Regions from separate parts of the Mus musculus genome. Here regions 1 and 3 are each linked to region 2. Evidence: chromatin contacts called from public HiChIP or PLAC-seq and Micro-C data. All regions are on one chromosome and are shown on one strand. The core of a region is the stretch at or near the end of the contact, and the rest is flanking DNA. Distances in the headings are between cores, read along the strand shown. Region 1 holds the start of A930018O16Rik. Region 2 holds the start of Ube2ql1 (ubiquitin-conjugating enzyme E2Q family-like 1). Region 3 has its middle 26 kb from the start of 4933416O17Rik.

Region 1 (2,957 bases), core at 409-2,908, 210 kb before region 2:
CCCCACAGACCTCAAACCGCAAACAGCCCCCTAAGAAGTTACCTCAAAGGAGTCCCAGGGCCTAGCAACCACCCGGGTGGACTTGAACTGGGGATGTCGCTCCCTGGAGTGAGGGGGAGGGGGGGAGGTTAGACGCCCTTTAAGAGCGGCAGGAACTGAGGCAAATCAAGCTCACCAGTCTTGAGACTACACAACCACTATTTTGTTTCTAGATGTTCAGAAATTCAACCAATAGGTTGAATGAAGAGCTTCATACTAGAAAAGTCTCACCTGGGGCAATTCCAGACCAACACCCCCACCTTGCTGTCATTGGGGACATTAAACCGCTAAGGTCCTCTGAGCCTTATGGAAAAATTTTTAAATGAAAACACCTTCCTGTGAGTTCACAGGAAAAAAACCTGAGTACTATTAGGTGGTTTTCAGAAACCCCAGGTGACGGTCTTTCTGTGAACGTCTGCCCAAAATTAAAACGTACGAGGTAACCTCAACACACACAAGACTCCACTTCTAAACCTCACTTGATGGCTAAACTGCACCAATACCAAAAACCTACTGTCTCAAAAAAAGGGAACAAAAATTTTTTACATTCAACCTCACTACACTAAGATACAGGATTTAGCCTACAGGAAAGAACACGCGTAAACGCTTCCCACTCTGACAGCCAGCCCTTGCTTCCCTGCCCTGGAGCAGAGGAAAGAAAGGAACCACTTTCTAGTCTAGCCCTAGGCCTCCATCCCGAACTGTCAATCCCCCCTGCCTGGTGGATCTCGATCCAACGGAGTTTTTAAAGTGCCCGCGCCGCTGGCAGCCCCGCGGCTCGGGCGCACTCACCCCTGGATGCCCGGGCTGTACGCGCGGCTCTTCCACGGCGTGCCGGGCCGCGCCGCCTGGGCCCCGGGGCCGCCCCCTCCGCTCAGCGTGGCCGCGCGGCTGCCCGACAGCAGGTAGTTGAGGCCATACGTGCTGGCCTTGTTCTCGCGTTTCCGCCGACCCGGGTGGAACTGGTGCTGCGGCGGCGAGCCGGCGGGCGTGGAGCCGCGTGGGCCCGGGTGTGCGTGGGCAGCACCGTCGGCGAAGCTGAAGAAGGTGCGGCCGCTGCCGGCGCGGCCGAGCGAGGTGCTGCTGGAGGACGACGACGAGCAGCCGGGACTCTCGGTGCCCGACTCGGCGTTGGACGACGACGAGGACGACGACGACGACAGCGACGGGGACTTGTGCAAGCGTCTTGCGCTGTCCGCCGCGGGCCCTAGCGCGGTAAGCAGCGCCGGGGGCAGCGCGGCGGGGCCGGGCGCCGGCGGCGGGGACGAGGCGGCGGGCGCCGGCCCCGGGCCTCCTGCTGCTGGTGCTGCGCGCCCCGCCGCCCCGGGCGCGGCCGCCGTGTCCAGCGCCGGCGAGTTGAGGCAGAAGTAGGACGCGAAGCCGGAGCCGCCACGGCCCACGCCCTGCGAGGTCTCCCAGATCTGCATCCACAGGGCATTGGCCGGCCCCTTCTGCTCCGGCTGGATCCAGGCCACGCGCGGATCCATCCACGCGCCGCCCCCGCGGGGCCCGCGTCGCCCGCCGCGCCCCGCCCCCGCCGCGCCCCGCCCCGCCGCGCCCCGGGCCGGCCGCGCGGACGGACGGACGGACGGGCCTGGGCCGCGCTCCGGTGCGCGCGGATGGGCGCGGGCGGCGCTCGGTGGGGCGCGCGGCGCAGCTGCGGTCCCGGTGGCTCAGGCGGCGCGGGGAGGGCGAGGGGGCCGCGGCGGCGGCGGCGTAGCGTGCGGGCGGCAGGGAGAGGCCATCGAAGGGGCGGTGACCGGCCGAGGGGGCGGGCCCAGAGCGTCGGGCCGTCAGTCAGTCACGGCGCTCCTGCGGCGCGGCGGCGGAAAGACGCCCTCGGCGGCGGCCGGGAACGGAGAGGGATGGGGGCCGCCGCCTCAGCTCCAATGAGGGGCGGGGAGGCGGCGCGGGGGCGGCGGCGCGGGGGCGCGGCCTCCCTCGCGGGCCGCGGCGCAGTGCGCACGCGCGGGGATTTCAAATCCTCACTAGACAGCGCCGCCTTGGTTACCGCGCTTGCGCACTGCGCGCTCCGGGCGGCGGCGGAGAGACAGTGGCGCGGGCGCATGCAGACCAGACAGACAGGGCGGGGCCGGAGGGGCGGGTGCGGGTCGGCGCTGGGCTGTGTGGGCCGCGCTGCGCGTGCGCAGACACGCCAGCGTGCCGGGTGGAAGTTTCCGCGCCGGCTGGTGTGCTGCGGTCGCGGACCGCCTGGGAAAACGAAACCGCTGCGACTGCACCGGGTCGAGCCCCCGCCCTCCCGCCTTCTCCTCGCGTGCTCTGTACGGTGGAGTGACTGGGCAGAGCCGGCCACGCGTGGCCCGTCGCTCGCAACGCGCTCCACCAAACGCGCCTGCTCTGGCATGCGCCGCGTGCGGGCGCCACGGCCCGTGAAGCCGGAAGCAGCTCTGGTGTCCTGTGCGTTTGGTGTGCGGGTCCAGCCCAGCGGGTGCCCGCTCTGCCTCTGCCGTCCTTGGGCCTCTGCATCCGGGCTCCGCTAATTTTGAGCATAAGAGAACTGCTTCCCTCGTGGTCTGTACCACCGTGGAGCAAACCTTACCAAGTACTTGGCCCTTCTCACACTGTACCAAGGTGGAAGTAAGGGCCAGGTAGCGTGCTTACTGCCTTCAGTCAGTAGCGTTAATGCGAATGAATGTTTTATCTCTGGCGTTTTCTGACCACCGGTGTATGTGGAGATCACAGCCAATGAGCAGAGCCTATGCTTTGTGTGTGGTCACGAGTGCCTGTAATTCCAGCGTTTGGGAGGCCAAGGCAGGACGATTGCAAACAGTACACGCAAGCCCTGAAGCCCTGTCCCAGAGTGTGTTGTGTTAAATACTACGGGAAAGAAAAACAGTTCTTGTTTGAACTCAATTTTTAATGGATCTGGGCAAAAGCGCAAAAGTCTTTGCCCTCCT
Region 2 (2,906 bases), core at 335-2,834:
ACCGGAGAGCACCGCGGTTCTAGTAGAATCAGTGTCAGGTATAGAGACCAGGTACAGAAACAGGCAGGGAGAAATCCTTTACGAAAAGAAGCGGAGGAGGTGGGGCGAAGCGTCCCTGGCAGGCTTGTTCGGGAGGATCTGGGCCAGTTCTCACCTACGCCTAGAGGGGTCAAACATCGCTTTCCATCTCAGGCCTAGCCTCGAACTCCCCACCCAACCCGGGCCTCTGCTCCTGGCCGTCTTACCTGGCCCTTGACCAGGCTGGCAGCAAACTGGCGCATGACGGCCTCCACCGTGTAGGCGCTGGACCAGCCGCGCGGCGTGAGCAGCTCCATGCAGATGGCGCCTCCGTCCAGCACGTAGCCGTTCTCCAGTCGCGGGCTGAGCACCCGCATGAAGGGCGGCGAGAAGGGGAAGTTATCGGGGAAGGTGAGGTTGAGCAGGATGAACTCTGTGTTGGTCTCCTTCATGTCCTGCCACAGCACCGAGTCCTTGTCCACCTGGTGCAGCTTCACGTTCCAGTCGAAGAGGTTCTCGTTTACCAGCTCCACCGAGATGAAGCGGTCGCTGAGGCGCGCGATGTCCTGGAGCTCCTTCATGAGCCGCCGGCTGCGCACCTGTGTGCAGTGCTGCTGGCGCGCCGCGGGCACTAGGCTGCCGCCCGCCGCCGCCGCGGCCACCGCGGGGCCCGGCCCCGCCCTGGCGCCCGCCGCCCGCTCCCGGGGGCCCCCGGCGCCCGCCGCCCCCGCCGCCCCCGCGGCTGGCTGCGGCTGCTTGTCGCGCGCGGCCAGTTCCGCCGCGCGCTTACTCTTGCCCTTGCCGGGCCCCGGGCTGGCGTCGCCTGAGCCCCCGGGGTGCTGCTGTTGCTGCTGCTGCTTGTGGCCGCTGCTCTTACCACCACCTTTGCCGCGCAGCGATGCGCTCTGCTGGCCGCCGCCTCCGCCACGGTGGTTGTGGTGGTGCTTGGGGTCCTCGGTGTCCCGGTTGTGCAGGCGAATGAGCCCGATTTTACGGAGCAGCGTGGCCATCTTAGGCTCGGCTCTGGCGAGGGGCTTGCCGGGGCTCCTGTTCCCCGAGCCGGATAGCTGGGACGCACGGGGCTTGTGGGGGGGAGGCAGACGACCGCTTAGTGGGGCGCGGCGAGGGCCACCTTAGGAGCCGGCGGCCGTGGCGCAGCGGAGCGGGCAGTACCAGCGCTCGCTGGCCGCCTTGTCGCCGCTGTCATATGACGGGTCTTCTCGGGCAAGGGCTCCGGTAGCCCAGGGAGGGGAGGCGTGGAGACGCGGCTCAGCTGCTGTTCCTGGCCGGTCCCTGGGCGCAGTCCCCGGACGCCGGGTGTCCGTGGTCCTTTGTGCGCGGCCGCAGACCCGCTGGTCCCGAGTCTAAGAGCTGCACCGCGGCGCGCACAACCGCCCGCGGTGCCCCGGAGACAGCGAGGTGGCCGTGGAGTCGCGCTGTGCGCCTGCCGGGCCGTGCTGCGCTGGCGGCTACCGCGGGGCCCGGGCCACTGCCGCTCTCGTTGCCGCCGCCGCTGCGGCTGCTGACATTGCAGAGGCGGCTGCTCCGTCTGAGCCGAGCCCGGCGCGGAGGGGGCGGCACTGCCGGCCGGGAGGGGGAGCGCGGGGCGGAGCCGCGGGCTTGACTGCACCGAGCCACCCCCGCCGCCAGGTTCCTGCGGCGACACACGCACGGCCGCTGGGGGGAGACAGCGGTACGCGCCCGCACCATTTTCTCCTGGCTGCGTGCTAGCTGCGTGCGCTGGGGAGCCAGGGGAGGGCTGGCCTGAGCGTGCTAATAGGGTCTCTCAGAATCACTGCATTCTTTGGGACCCTAAAACCTGAATGCTGTGTTTGAGGTCCGGGCCTTATATCCCATTTAACCTCCTTAGGACAACCAGAGGGAAAAGGTGGAAATCAACCTCTTTATTAATCCTTCTAACCAGAGGTATGAGCCCAATGTTTCTACGCAACACTTCTGGGCGGTGGGAGCCTAGAATGACAGAAGGAACACGTAAGGACTTTAAAGTCAGGGCGGAAAGCGGGATGAAAGGGTAGATCTACTGCAAACTTAAAGAACAGCCCGTTCAAAGTCACGACTAAAAGCAAACCTTTAGCCAATCCACTCAGCCCTCACTGGTTTGCTCCTTCCACCCCATCCCCTGCCTGCTGGCCGCAGCGTTTCGGCTTTCCATGGCCAGGCTGTGCGTGGTGGCTGCTTTCCAAAATGCAGCGGAGAATAACACCAGACGCCTTCTCTGGCGCTGACCGGTGCTAAGAGCGGGAAAGGACTTTCCGAGCAGCAACCCCCGTTGGCCACCCCCTCCCCGCCCCCCAGGGCTGCTCTCCTGAGTGAGGGACCTCCACAATACTCAAATGAGGGAGAGATCCGCCTTCCGCCTGCAGATTCACAGTCCACCCTGCCTTTCCTTCTTCCTTCAGCCTGTGGAAACTCACTTAAAAATCTGGTGAAAATTCCAACTAAAATCTATTTCAGATTAGCTCGAACTGTGACGGTTCCGGTGTGCAGCGTGTGGCCCAATGGCGTAGGCGAAACCAATCCCTCAAGAACAACGAATATTATCCCGCTGCCATCCTAACTGGCGTCAGAGCCTACTGCCTCTGCTGGTGTGTGGATGGGGGGAAGAGAGGGGAGGGGAAGCAGCTCAGCTCTTCAGGACAGGCGTTCCTTCTAGATGACAGCCCCTTGCCTTTCTGCCCCTCACATCTTTTACCAAATTTTGAGTTTTCACTGTGGAAAATAACTGGTGATGTCGCTGTGAAGACACAGACCTGGGTTTGGAGATTCAGATTTGGGGATAGATGTGTAATGGGGGAGCCAGGCTAGCTGGTGTAGATGAGGAGTAGAAGGTTCACACCCACCCAACATTGCACCTGGGAGAGGGTGGT
Region 3 (3,108 bases), core at 444-2,943, 190 kb after region 2:
GGGCCATAACACAGGGTCTGACTGAGGAGGAGAGATAGAGAGGACTGTGGGAGGTTGAGGTGCTAATTGTGTTTCTGTTCAGATGCTAGGGTATTCTGGGACGTGGAAACCCAGGGACCACACAACTCTGAGGGGAGAATGTGTCACGGTGGAAAGACATCCAGAGACACGGGAGCTCAGGAACCACACAGCTCTGAGAGGAAGCCTCCTCCACAGAGGCATTGCAGCTCCCAGGGGAGGGGATCCCCAACCGAGCTGAGGAGCTGAGGAGTCTCAGCCCTACTCCTTCTCTTCGCTTCTTCCTTTCTTCATTGCTTCTTGTCTTCTACCGACAAGAGTTACACCAAACAAATCTCATGAGATTTATTGGAGGGTCCAGTATGAAGGGACAAATACAGGGATGACTGCCCTCTGCTCCTGGGGGCAGACAGCAATGAACTAGACAAAGGTGCAGTGCTTATATAGGATTTCTGAGAGGCGGGGCTTCTCAGGGAAGAGATTTCCAGAGGAAGGACTGGTGGGATTTCAAATCCTGAGCTTGGGGTGGTTCAGGGATTGGTGGATTTTCCTGTTTAGGGATTGGTGGGTTTTGTGGGAAGCTCAGGGATTGGTGGATTTTCCTGCTCAGGTATTGGTGTTTTTTTCCCCACGCCCCTCTCCCCCTCCTTTCCCTGCATCAGGTCTACCGGTCAGGGTGGAAAGTCCTTCCTGGCTGAAGCCAGCTTTTGCTGAGGTGCCATCTCTGTGGGGCTGCTGCAAGTTGAGTTCTGGAGAGGAGATGTTGCCACTGAGGACAGCTCCTGAGGGACAGCTTCTGCAGTGGTGTTTCAGGAGTTTCAGGCTGAGGCAGAAAAGAGAGTGCTTCCACCACGGACAGCTCCTGCAGCTCTTGTGAAGGCTTCTGGCTGAGGACATGGGGTGGTGCCTCCATTTTGACAGGAGCTACCATTTTGGGCAGATCCAGTAGGACATTTTACTGGAGCAGCCATTATCTGGGGCAGGAAGGAAAGGCCTGCCTCCACTTTGACAGCTTTTGTGGCATGCAGCTCAGAGACTACATACACTATTGCTCAGGGAGGCTAATCTAGGTCCTGATGGCAAGGTCATAGGCAAATTTTGGACCTGCTTAGAGTCTATCTCATGAAACTCAATCAGAACTCACTCGGGATTAAACAATAAATGAAAGTTCAAGGAAAACCCTACCAGCTTGTTAGACACGATACTATTCCCGACCCCTACTCTAGACTCTGAGAAAGAGACTTAAAGAACACAAAGAAGCTTCTAGAACCAAATTCGCTACTCAGTGACGTCACACTAGAGCAGGGCCCGAGGAAAACAGTTTGCCTTTAATCAATCCACTTCTTTGATTTATGCACCTACTGGCAGGAAATAGATTGAATGCATTTAATAAGATAGCTCAGCCAAGGAGCTCGGGTGGCCTTGGGTGTGCCTTGCCCCCAGAGAACAGAGCAGACTTTTGAGAACAACCAGCACCTGAGGCTGGGCGGTCAGGGGCTTCTGGGTGGAGTAATTTGTGGCCAAGGGTTTCCGAGAGACAGTTCTCCTTTACGAAGTGACCCGGAATATGGAACCTTTTAATTAGCCCACAGATCCAGCCAGCACTGTGTGGGTGACTGTCAGTTTCTTTGCCTTCTGCTGCCCTCCGTTGCCATGGCGACACTCCTAACAATGGATTTACCGGGCAGCTGGGAGAGAAAGAAGCTCACAGAAGCCATCCCAGTGCCAGCTCCCTGGCAGGGAGTAAATATTCATGTGAAGACAGTGGGGCTAAAAGCAGCTCTGTGGATTGGTTTTCTTTACTCACAGTTGTGGTGAGCTCTACCGTGTGGTAAAGCAAGTCTTGTTTATCTTAAGGCCAAGGCAGACGCGGAAGTACGAGCTCTGTTAAGTATGCCTGGGCAGGGTGAAACCGCCACACTTGCGTCATTCAGACTTCGCAGCCACCAAATCTTTCTGCTGAGAGTACAGGAGTTCAAATCGTTTGCTTCTTTGGAGATCAAACCTTGCGTTTTGCATGTGCTCAGCACATGCTCAAATACTGAGCTGTGTCTCCCGCCAGGACCTTTGCAAAGGAATGGGTTTTGGGGCTGAGATCCCACCAACGTGATTAATGGGTTTCTGAAACGCACTGGCTTCTCTGGTTTTGTGAACTCATTCATAAAGTAACTTGAAGGGGCTCTCTTGGGAGTGTTTCAGGAATGGCAGGTCTGAGTGCAGATGCTATGTCTTTGAAATGCTAGCCAGCATTTTGGATGCACGTTGATATCTATCCATCAGATGATTAATTTTATGAGGGAAGGAAGGAGGTTGACCATAGGCAAAGTGAAGGGAGCCCTCGAATGGTGCATAGAGTCTGACCATGGCCATTTTGTATCCTGAAAGCCTGAGAAATGGTTGCTGAGCACACCAAATTTTTATATATGTATGTATGTATATATATATATATACATATATATACACACATATATATGTACATATACAGATTTCTCATTCTTATATTTTTCTTATATTTCCTCTTTGATTTCTACCAATTTGGATGAGCACATGAGCTTTGTCTTCTCATGTTCTCTTGTATCCTGTTGTGATCTGTAGCCTTGGCTCCCACGACCCCCTCAGGTTCTATAGGGAACATGTCTAGCAACAGCCTGGTGGTCACTTATGACATAGTCTGGATGAGAGGTGGCCAGACTAGACTGCTTTTCGTCATGTGATTTAGTCCCACATTGAGGACTATTGTTTACAAATCACTGCTCAGATCCTAATAGAGAAAAGAACGAACATCCCAAAGTTTGGGACTGATTCCAGCTAGGTGGAAGATATTCCACATCGGTACTTACAAAAGCATCCATTAAAAGCCAAATAACTATTGTGATTACATTACCTGCAGCTTGCTTGATTATTTAATTCAGCCCATTGAGTAATTAATTACTATTTAATCAGCACTGTCATTTGGTGGACAGGCATAATTACAGAGGGTCTGTGTTGTAAGGAGACTCTCCTGTCCCTTTTGTTCTGATGTGGCCTAATGGCTGGAGATGATGTTTCCATAGACATATTGGGCCCTCTGTCTAGACAAACGTGGCCTGG

Evidence for each region. Hi-C and Micro-C count contacts between places; a contact is called where the count stands out from the background. HiChIP or PLAC-seq counts read pairs in DNA pulled down with a chosen protein or histone mark.
Region 1: a Micro-C map of embryonic stem cells shows a contact between it and region 2, with 6 times the contacts expected there. The contact joins the promoter of A930018O16Rik here to the promoter of Ube2ql1 in region 2. A contact is called at or near these places in 5 of 484 Hi-C or Micro-C datasets (cerebral cortex, cortical neurons and embryonic stem cells) and 1 of 9 other capture datasets (pancreatic islet).
Region 3: an H3K4me3 HiChIP or PLAC-seq map of embryonic forebrain shows a contact between it and region 2, with 4 times the contacts expected there. The contact joins the enhancer-like site here to the promoter of Ube2ql1 in region 2. A contact is called at or near these places in 4 of 39 promoter capture datasets (hematopoietic stem and progenitor cells, hippocampal neurons, liver and 1 more), 3 of 484 Hi-C or Micro-C datasets (cerebellar granule neurons, cerebral cortex and cortical neurons), 5 of 115 datasets of contacts at active chromatin or transcription factors (astrocytes, embryonic forebrain, embryonic hindbrain and 2 more) and 2 of 9 other capture datasets (adipose tissue and liver).

Annotation. Positions count from the first base shown.
Region 1 is chr13:69,532,657-69,535,613 of GRCm38.p6, forward strand. A930018O16Rik reads left to right here and starts at 1,659. Exons shown (of 1, transcript XM_011244606.3): 1 at 1,659-2,795. The coding sequence starts at 1,659. The coding sequence ends at 2,540. It overlaps Tent4a (terminal nucleotidyltransferase 4A), which reads right to left and starts at 1,208. Exons shown (of 13, transcript NM_198600.2): 1 at 832-1,208.
Region 2 is chr13:69,738,313-69,741,218 of GRCm38.p6, forward strand. Ube2ql1 (ubiquitin-conjugating enzyme E2Q family-like 1) reads right to left here and starts at 1,585. Exons shown (of 2, transcript NM_001145162.1): 1 at 246-1,585. The coding sequence starts at 1,028.
Region 3 is chr13:69,932,003-69,935,110 of GRCm38.p6, forward strand. No RefSeq gene overlaps it. Among named protein-coding and RNA genes, the nearest start is that of 4933416O17Rik, 26 kb to the right of the region's middle. Within about 2 kb of position 1,694, at least 38 of the 459 cell types and tissues checked have an H3K27ac peak or open chromatin away from gene starts, as enhancers often do. A contact at or near this core is called in cerebral cortex, cortical neurons, embryonic forebrain and 2 more, where this site is marked.